2 separate regions of the Nomascus leucogenys genome follow, and region 2 is linked to region 1. Evidence: chromatin contacts called from public Hi-C data. All regions are on one chromosome and are shown on one strand. Each heading gives the region's core, a stretch centred on a gene start, on an enhancer-like site or on the middle of the called end of the contact. The rest is flanking DNA. Distances are from core to core; before and after follow the strand shown. Region 1 overlaps SDE2 (replication stress response regulator SDE2). Region 2 has its middle 39 kb from the start of LBR.

The links. A called contact is a pair of places that touch in the nucleus more often than the background predicts.
Region 2: a contact with region 1 is called in a Hi-C map of a lymphoblastoid cell line, with 9 times the contacts expected there. The contact joins two enhancer-like sites. A contact is called at or near these places in 2 of 4 Hi-C or Micro-C datasets (a lymphoblastoid cell line and an unstated tissue).

What each region holds. Positions count from the first base shown.
Region 1 is chr5:21,965,262-21,970,474 of Asia_NLE_v1, reverse strand. The region is part of intron 7 of SDE2 (replication stress response regulator SDE2); the gene reads right to left. Among named protein-coding and RNA genes, the nearest start is that of SDE2, 21 kb to the right of the region's middle. Within about 2 kb of position 2,849, the one cell type or tissue checked has an H3K27ac peak away from gene starts, as active enhancers do. A contact at or near this core is called in a lymphoblastoid cell line, where this site is marked.
Region 2 is chr5:22,479,948-22,485,160 of Asia_NLE_v1, reverse strand. No RefSeq gene overlaps it. Among named protein-coding and RNA genes, the nearest start is that of LBR, 39 kb to the left of the region's middle. Within about 2 kb of position 2,895, the one cell type or tissue checked has an H3K27ac peak away from gene starts, as active enhancers do. A contact at or near this core is called in a lymphoblastoid cell line, where this site is marked.

The DNA.
Region 1 (5,213 bases), core at 1,600-4,099:
TGCCACTGAACTCCAGCCTGGGCGACAGAGCGAGACTCCGTCTCAAAAAAAAGAAAAGAAAAAAAAAAAGAACAGGGCCTAGCCCAACCCAGGCCAGCTGCACCTAATCATCAGTCTGCCACTTATGGTATGTAGGGGAGTGTAGGGACGGGGAAAGGTGGGTCTCACAGGATTTGGCCATCCTGCTACCTGCTATCCCACTGCCAGGCAACACTGCCACGCCACCTCCTCCCCACCTTCCCCAGCAGTCTCTCCCTGATGGCTTTGGCTGGCATTTGTTAGTGCACAGCGCCCTCTAGTGGTTACAGGAAGAGTCTTCCTCAGAAATAGGAATGGTTGGCTGGTGTTGAGCGACTCAACAGAATCCCTTTCTATAGAATTGCCACTCGTGCGCTCACTTCAGTTGCTCTCAGATTTTGGTAAAACAGTAAGTCCCAGTCATTTTCCTCAACCACCTTCAAAGACACCCATTTCTTTCTTTCTTTCTTTTTTTGAGAAGGAGTCTCTGTCACCAGTGCAGTGGCGCGATCTCGGCTCACTGCAACATCTGCCTCCTGGGTTCAAGCGATTCTCCTGCCTCAGCCTCCCGCGTAGCTGGGACTACAGGCGCCTGCCACCACGCCCGGCTAATTTTTTTGTATTTTTAGTAGAGACGGGGTCTCATCATGTTGGCCAGGTTGGTCTCGATCTCTTGACCTCGTGATCCACCCGCCTCAGCCTCCCAAAGAGCTGGGATTACAGGCGTGAGCCACCGCGCCCGGCCTAGAAGACACCATTTCTACAAGCAAATGTTTCAAAGCAGGTACATACATACACCCCAGCGGACATGTCACATAGTGTGTTGAGAGATGATGAATTTATTTGGAATTCTGTTTGTTGTTTTATAAATATGTTAGTACACTGGATTCATTCAACAGATATTCATGGAGCACATTTTAGGTATCCGGCACTAATAAAACAGATCAAGTCTCTGCCCTGGCAGAGCTTATTTTCTGAGGGGAGAGGGACATTTAATTTAAAAAAAAAAAAAAAGTATGATAAGGGGTAATAAGTACTATTAAAAAAACAAAACAAAACAAAACAAAAAAACCTGTCAGGACCCGGCACGGTGGCTCATGCTTGTAATCCCAGCACTTTGGGAGGCTGAGGCAGGCGGATCATGAGGTCAGGAGTTCAAGACCAGCCTGACCAACACGGTGAAACCCTGTCTCTACTAAAAATACAAAAATTAGCCGGGCGTGGTGGCACGCACCTGTAATCCCAGCTACTCAGGAGGCTCAGGCAGGAGAATTGCTTGAAGCCAGGAGGTGGAGCTTGCAGTGAGCCGAGATCGCGCCACTGCACTCCAGCCTGGGCTACAGAACAAGGCTCCATCTCAAAAAAAACAAAACTGTCGGCCAGGCGCAGTGGGAGGCCGAGATGGGCAGATCACCTGAGGTCAGGAGTTTGAGACCAGCCTGGCCAACACAGCGAAACCCTGTCTCTACTAAAAATAGAATCAATCAATCAAATAAATGAATGAATGAATGAATAGCTGGGCGTGGTAGCGCACACCTGTAGTCTCAATTACTTGGCGTGGTAGCGCACACCTGTGGTCTCAATTACTTGGGAGGCTGAGGCAGGAGAATTGCTTGAACTCCAGAGGCACAGATTGCAGTGAGCTGAGACAGCACCACTGCACTCCAGCCTGGGCAACACAGCAAGGCTCTGTCTCAAAAAAACCAACCAACCAACCAACCAGTCAGGAAAGAAAGTGATGGGGGTGGGGGTTGCCATTTTAAACCCAGTGAGAGGTGAGAGTCTTCCCTGGGGACGTCTGGGGAAAGACTGTTCCCAAAGGAGAGACAGTCAGTGCCACGGCGGGGGGAGCACAGTGTGTTTGGCTGGTTCAGGAAACAGCAAGGAGGCCCTGGGGGCTGCGGTGGAGTGAGGAGGAGTAGATGAGGTCAGAGAGGGAAGAGGCGTACAGTCTGAGAGGGGACTGCCGGCCACTGCAAGTGCGTGGGCTTGTACTCCAAGGCAGATGGAGGGCTCTGACAGATGAGTGTCATCATGTGGGGTGCACCCCCAAATGTTTTACTGATCAGACATGCACAATTAATGTTTGGAGGCTGGAGGGCTGCAGAATAAATTCCACAACAAGCCCACTGTTTCCTCACTGAGGCTCGCAGTTGGAAGAGGAAGCCTGTGAGCCGTCTTGAAAGGTAAGTACCAGCCTGGCCACACAGTGAGACCTTGTCTCTGCAAGTACTTTTTAAAAGATTAGCCGGGCAAGGTGGCACATGCCTGTGGTCCCAGCCTGAGTGGTGGAGGCTGCAGTGAACTGTGATTGTGCCACTGCACTCCAGCATGAGCTACATAGCAAGACTTCATCTCAAAAAAAAAAAGAACTTCAACAAGGAGAGATAGGACATACCAGGCTAATCACCATTCCTACACTACCCCGTAATTGGACCAAATGATCTACTTGGTAAACTGAGGGATCCAGCACTACGGTATGGTGCAATACCCAGTATCACACTCCTGTTTTCATTGAGCATTTGTCTACAACTCCTAATTCCTTACTACTTTTTTGCAAGATGCTTTAAAGTCTGTCACCCCCATGCAAATTTCAGCTATGCCTCACAGCTCAATTCATAAAATTAAACAGATACCACAGTTTGCCAGATGAGGTCACCCAGCCCCGCACCAGCAAGGCCAAGGTTAGGACTCACAGACCACAGCTCTCCAACTTGTTTCTGCACCTGTGCCAGCCTGGCATGTAAGGAGTCCCCACAGGAAAGACATCTGACTGGTCATAAAGCTTTTATTTTACATATATTCCACTTATCACAAGGGTGGCTGAGGGAAGAGCAGAGCGTGCTAAAAGCCCCAAGTCCTCCCAGCCTCGTTGGCTTTGATTCAGCTCTGTACACGTGTGTTTGGATTAAGGTGGACAGTTCTGCTGTGCTCACTGCCTTGCCTTAGATGTGTTCTAGAGGGGCACTGCCTAATACAGGAGCTGAAAGTCACACGGCGCTATTAAGCACCTGGAATGTAGCCACTGTGAATTGACAAGTGCTGTAAGTGTAAAATACACACCAGATTCAGACTTAGCACAAAAATGTAAACTATCTCATTAACAATTTTCTTTTACTTATTGAAATATTTTGAATATTTTTGGGTTAAATAAAATATATTGCTAAAATTAATTTCACCTGCTTCTTTGTATTTTTTATTTATTTATTTATTTTTTGAGATGAGGTCTCACTCTGTCGCCCAGGCTGGAGTTGCAGTGACGCCTTCAAAGTTCACTGCATCATTGGCCGGGCGTGGTGGCTCATGCCTATAATCCCAGCACTTTGGGAGGCTAAGGCGTGCAGATCACTTGAGGTCAGGAGTTCAATACCAGCCTGGCCAACATGGTGAAACTTTATCTCTACAAAAAATACAAAAATTAGCTGGGCGTTGTGGCGCGTGCCTGTAATCCCAGTTACTCGGGAGGCTGAGGCAGGAGAATCACTTGAACTCGAGAGGCGGAGGTTGCAGTGAGCCAAGATCATGCCACTGCACTCCAGCCTGGGCAGCAGAGTGAGATTCCATCTCAAAAAAAAAAAAAAAAAAAATTCACTGCAGCCTCCAACTCCTGGACTCAAGCAATCCTCCCACCTCAGCCTCCCAAGTAGCTGGAACTATAGGCATGCACCACCACACCTGGCTATAATATCCTTTCCTGTATTCTAGTTCAGGCACACAAATAAGGCCATAAAGTTTAAGTCAATGTTTTTATGATTTTGATCAGAACCAGCCTAGAATTAACATCTGGTGTTCCTAGACTTTCTCGGGGGGTACTTTTCACCTTGAAAATCACTAACAGGTGCTGGCTTAAGATGGTAATATGAGCATATTTGTTTAATTCCCTCTTGCAAACTCCCATTTGAACTGACAAAAGGAATATGAGGAAGCTTGCAGTATAAGCACCAGAAGAGGAAGGAGGAAGGTAGCTATCTCCAAATCAAAATGTGTGGGTGAGTGAAATGGACCCACAGCAAAAGCCCATTAACATTCCCACGCACAGATCAGTGAGGGCTAGAAGAACTACAGCCACCTAGGAGAGTGGCAAGATGGTCAGTTTCTGCTCATCAGCAGCCTCCTTACTTTTAGCCTTTAATGCTACAAGAGGGGGCAATTACAAAACTCTAGTCTTTTCATTTGCCAGTCAAGGTCTATTTGCCTGCAGGGAGCAGGGCAACGGCTGCTCACACTCCCATGCTAAATAAAGCAGGGCCCAGCTAGAGCTCTGGCAACCTGAAGAGGATAACCAGGCCAATTAGGAGAGGGGCACTGGCCCAGCCAGCTTCATGCTGCCACAAAAGAAAGAAATTCTTTGGGCATGGCTGCCTGAGTCTCCCAAAGATGAACCTCTGATCTTGTAAAGTAAACCTTCACTAGGCTGGGCACGGTGGCTCAGGCCTGTAATCCCAGCACTTTAGGAGGCCTAGGCGGGTAGATCCCAAGGTCAGGAGATCGAGACCATCCTGACTAATACAGTGAAACCCCATCTCTACTAAAAATACAAAAAAATTAGCCGGGTGTGGTGGCACGTGCCTGTAGTCCCAGCTACTTGGGAGGCTGAGGCAGGAGAATGGCGTGAACCCGGGAGGTGGAGCTTGCAGTGAGCCAAGATGGCACCACTGCACTCCAGCCTGGGCGACAGTGCAAGACTCTGTCTAAAAATAAAATAAAATAAAAAAATTTTTAAAAGTAAACCTTCACTAAATGTTTCCCTGCTCCCTTTGGGTGTGCTTTTTAAGATCTGAACAGGCACCCACATAATTTGAAGAAAACTGTTTCCAACTACCCAAACTAGAAAAATAATCCTCCCTAAGCAACAGAACATACTGTGGCAGCCACGAAAATATGCCTCTCAGATCTCCTGCTGTGGGGAGTATCACTCAGTGATGCTCTGGGGCCACCGGGTTCACACTCAGGCCACACTTTCTGGGGACTCTTTATAGCCAACGAGCACAGTGCAGGTGCTAAGGCAGGCCCATTCTGGCAAGATGCCAACTCCTCCAAAAGGCAACTTTAGCTTGAAAATTCTCCATCAACTTAGCTATATTACAGAAATCATCTGAAGAACACAGAGAAGCGTCTGGTGGGAAAAAAAAAGAAAAAAAAAAAAAGACAGAGACTCAGAGACTGAGACCGAAGCTTAGTATATTTATAACTGA
Region 2 (5,213 bases), core at 1,646-4,145, 510 kb before region 1:
CCACCTGGACAGAGCTGGCCAGAGGCCTGTGCATGGGCCACAAGGAAAGAAGGCACAGCCTAACGTAAGCCCAAGGAACCTGGCAAGCGCCTGTGTAGCCTCTGGAAGTGCTTACCCAGAGAAGCAGGAGCACGGCGATCTGGGTGTTTGGTGACACTTCCATCTGAGAGCAGGGCCCAGGTGGAAGAGGCAGCTGGATGCAGGTTAGTGGGGCCGGTTCCATGGACATTTGGGGCTGGGTGGGACAGGAAGTGGGATCTAAAAAAACAGTGTGACCATGCCCAGTTAGCCAGGGCTAGGGAAGGAAACACAAAGCCTTTTACAAAGTTTTTTTCTGGGTGAGCAAAATGGGCACAGCAGGGTGCTCCTGTCCCATTGAGAGCCTGGTGATGCAGGCAGGGCTACGGGCTGGGGCCTGGGGCTGTGAACCACGTAGGACTCCAGCACCAGCTGTCTTTTCCTGATCCACAGTGCCATGAGACGTCTTTGGTTGAGCGCCTGCCAGATGGCTATGAAATGAGCTGTCTGTGCACAAGAAACGAGGTGAGAGGAATGCGCCGTCCCCCAACCTGGAAGGACAGACAGGACTTTGTGCTCCTCCGCCAGGCTCCCAGAGTGGGAAGGAAGGATGGGCTTGGGAGCTGATTCTCTGTGCTTCAGGGGCTGCCCAGGCAAGAAGGAACCACCTCCCACAGTCAGACCAGAGAGGAATCACTTGAGTTGCCCGAGACCCAGCAGGAAGGGGCCCTTGGGCTTGGGGTCCTTCGACAGGAAAGGCCTGCCTCCTGCCCAGGCGGCCAGACTGCCCACGGGCCATGGTGTGGACCCTGGAAGAGCCACAGAGCTCCCCCGTCTCAAGAGCCCTGAAGGGGTCCCTGGGCACAGTCTGGCCACCCAGGAGGACCCCGTGGGGACATCTCTGAGCCCCTGGAGTGGGGGACACTGTTCAGGGAACAGAGGAGCCGCAGTGAGTGCCCAGGATTAAGCCAAGGTGGGCGCCATGCTCCTGTTCCCCCAGAAGCCTCAGGACTCCCACATGAGCCCATGTGTTACCGGAAAGGGGTCTGGATGCAGACCCTAAGAGAGGATTCTAGGATCTCGCGCAGGAAAAAATTCAGGGCGAGTCCGTAGAGTAAAGTGAAAGCAAGTTTATTAAGAAAGTGAAGGGGCCAGGTACAGTGGCTCACGCCTGGAATCCCAGCACTTTGGCAGGCTGAGGTGGGATCACCTGAGGTCAGGAGTTCGAGATCAGCCTGGCCAACGTGGTGAAACCCTGTCTCTACCAAAAATACAAAAAATTAGCCAGGCATGGTGATGGGCACCTGTAGTACCAGCTACTCAGGAGGCTGAGGCAGGAGAATCGCTCGAACCCAGGAGGCGGAGGTTGCAGTGAGCCGAGATCTCACCACTGCACTCCAGCCTGGGCAACAAGAGCTAAACTCTATTAAAAAAAAAAAAAGAAAGAAAGTGAAGGAAGAAAAGAATGGCTACCCCATAGACAGGGCAGCCCTGAGGGCTGCTGGTTGCCCACTTTTATGGTTATTTCTTGATGATATGCTAAACCAGGGGTGGATTATTCATGTCTCCCCTTTTTAGACCATATAGGGTAACTTCCTGATGTTGCCATGGCATTTGTAAACTGTCATGGCGCTGGTGGGAGTGTAGCAGTGAGGATGACCAGAGGTCACTCTCATGGCCGTCTTGGTTTTGGTGGGTTTTGGCCAGTTTCTTTACTGCAACCTGTTTTATCAGCAAGGTCTTTATGATCTGTATCTTGTGCTGACCTCCTATCTCATCCTGCGACTTCCTTAACCATCCAGGAATGCAGCCCAGTAGGTCTCAGCCTCATTTTCCCCAGCCCCTATGCAAGATGGAGTTGCTCTGGTTCGAACGTCTCTGACACATGCCGTGAGGACCCCTTCCCGCCCAGGAACCCAGTGGATGATTCCTCTCAGGAGGTGCGGCTGGGATTTAATTTAATTTAGGGAAATGATGCTTGTTTCATGTTCAAATGTTCTGGAGCGGTTACACCAGTGACAGAGACCCTCTGAACTTACACACACGAAAGGCAACTCATTAGCAGGAAGATGAGAAAGCAGAAACAGCCTCAAGACAGGAAGCTCGGCTTGGTGTCATCCAAATGTGTCTCCCCTTGACAAGCCACCTCCCATGATCTGCCGGTCCCCAGGGAGGACAGGCAAGAGGCGGTGATGGGCTGTCGACGTGCATCTGGGCGTGTGGCAGTTGACAGGGCACCTTCGTAGGTTTCTTCTCTGCAACTTCACTGCCACCCCCTCAGAAACTGAGACCCATCAGCAGCCGGCCTGAGGCACCCACAGCTGCAGAGAGCTGGGCACATCCAGGGCCTTGGGTGTGTCTCCCCTCCACTGTGCCAAGCCCAGGGGGGCTGGCAGGCCCCGTGGGTGTGGCCCAGAAAGACCCGCAGTGTCTGTCCCAGACCTCAGGGCCACAGACACCAGATAAGCACCCACTGCACTCAAGGCCTCTCTGATCAAGTCCCGCGCCCAGGCTCTCCAAGTCCTGACACTGAAGAGACCCCCAAAAGAGAAGGATGGAGCAGGGGGCAAGGCTCTCAGCTCCCGGGACTCACACCCAGCTGCAGAGGCAGGGGGAGCCGCCCTTTCTGTGGCCGGGGAAATTGAGGTCACTTCCTGTCTCGCTTCCCTCTCTCTGTGCCGGGTGCATCCTTCAGAAGGGGGATGGGTGGCTGCAGGGCAGCGCCAGGCAAGGCTGCGGAGAAGCCGGTGCTCCCTGTGTCTAGGACGAAGAACAGAGCAGGGGGCTCCTCGGCAGTGTCCCTTCACCTCTCTTCCTGCTCCTCGATTCTCCCCACCCCCACCACTGGCCCAGGTGGAGGCTCTAGGTGTTGAAGGTGCCGGCAGTGAGGGGCCTGCAGAGTCCGCGTCTCTCGGCAGCTGGAGGGGCTCTCGGAGGCCACTGGGAGCCAGAGAGGGAGGAGGTCAGAGGCCTACAGTTGGTTTTCCTGCTTGGAGAAAGAACAGATAGGAGCTTTCTAGGGCTGCGGCTCCATAAATAGATCTAACTGTCCTTTCTCTCTCTTTTATGTTCTTTCAAACATGAAGAAAGAAACAAGCTCTAGCAAGGGACTCAAGTTAGACCTGCAAGTATTTGCCAAAGGTTAAGGGGCCAGAAAGCCAGAAGGTGGACACAACCTCAGGGACCCTGGGCCATGAGCTGTGAGACCTCTAGGATCAGCAGGGCCCAACAGGGCCACGCAGGAAGCCCTAGCTTCAAAGCTACAGGCAGCGGGGAGTGGGTGGGGGCTCCCCAAAAACCACACACTGCTCCCCATACTCCTTTTAGAAGTGCCCCGGAAGACCTGGACCTGGCTGTGCACAAAAGCACCATGCTGTCCTCTGACCAGATCCCTTGGATGAGATCCTTAAAGACCCCCTGGAGCTCAGTTTCCTCATCAGTAACTGGAGAGGTTTGCACCCCAGCTCTGAGCCCACGATGGTGCATTTCACCCCCTGGACTGTGTCTGAAAACTTGAGAAGGAGTAGGGAATAGGACAGATGCGAACTGAGCTTCTTGATGGGGTCCCGTACCTGCCCCATATTTACTGCACTAGAAGCAGGGCCTGGAATCCACACCTCAACAAGCTCACGCTAAAATGGCAGACCGTGCCACGCTGGCCTTTGTGGGGCTCCTCAGCCACGTTTATGCACCTGCTGTTCTCTCTTTCTCCGTTATTTCCCCTAGATCTGCACTGCTGTGTCCCTGATTTCACTCAGATCACTGCCCAATGTCCTCTTCAGAGAGGTCTTTCCTAACTGCCTCCTCTAACAGGTAAACAAGTAATTTTTTAACGTAGGTATGTCCCATGCAATGTTTGGAAAATACCGATACTAAAACATTATTTGTAATTGATCTGAAATTGAAATGTAACTGGACATCTGGTATTATTATTTGCTAAATCCAGCAACCCTAAGCAACAAGGACTCTGCACCCCAGCCCCCAGACTATAGGCCATTTGTGAGCTTGAGTCTCCGGGGCGGCAGACAGGGCTGCAGCTGCTACCCCTGCCCAGCCCTTCCTCTCTGCTCCCCTCCCAGAAAGATGCATAAATGCCCGGGGTGGCCTAGGCAACTAAGGTGAATTGTCTTCTGGGCAGTCCTGCATACCTGCAGAGGAGTGTACCTGCAGAGGTGTGCACAGGAGTTTCTGGGCCAAGAACAAGACCTCAGGGCTTTCTCTTCCCATTCTCCCCTCCCCACCTCCTACCCCACATGTTTAAGGTGCCTTGAGTCCCCAGACGATCACACACTCTAGCCAACTGTACATATCGGTACACACTACAATGAGGCAACTGCTGCATGTGAGTGCCCCTGCCATAGGTAACAGGCACCATGGTTCAGACATATAAATAGAAGGTGAGGCTTCTGCCAGTAAGCATGGCAACCTGGAATTGGGGTGTGTTATAGGTTAAATGGTGTGTCCCCTCAAACTGCATATGCTGAAGTCCTAAGCCCCAGGACCTCAAAACGTAACCCTATTGGGAGATAGAGTCTTTACAAAGGTAAATCAAGAGGGCATAAGGTCATTAGAGTGGGCCCTAATCCAATATGACTGGTGTTCTTATACAGAAAGAAACCTGGGGCCAGGCATGGTGGCTCACGCCTGTAATCCCAGCACTTTGGCAGGCCAAGGCAGATGGATCACCTGAGGTCAGGAGTTCAAGACCAGTCTGACCAACATGGCGAAACCCCGTCTCTGCTAAATACAAAAAATTCACCTGGCGTGGTGGTGTGCACCTGTAATCCCAGCTGCTTGGGAGGCTGAGGCAGGAGAATCGCTTGAACCTGGGAGGTGGAGGTTGCAGTGAGCTGAGATTGTGCCACTGCAACTCCAGCCTGGGCAACAGAGCGAGACTGCCTCCCCCCCCCAAAAAAAAGAGAAAAAAGAAAGAAACTTGGACACAAACGCATGCCATTGGAAGACCATGGGAAGACACGGGCAGAAGGTGGCCATCTCCAAGCCAGACAGGGACCTCAGAAGGAGGCCACCCTGCCAACGCCCTGGTCTTGGACTCCAGCATCCAGAACTTCGAGATGATAAGTGGGGGTTGTTGAAGCTGCCCAGTCTGGGGAACTTTGTGACAGCTGCCCCAGAAATCTGATCCACTGTACCTGGCCTCAGAGTTCAGGCCGGCTCCACCCTCTCTCTCCCAG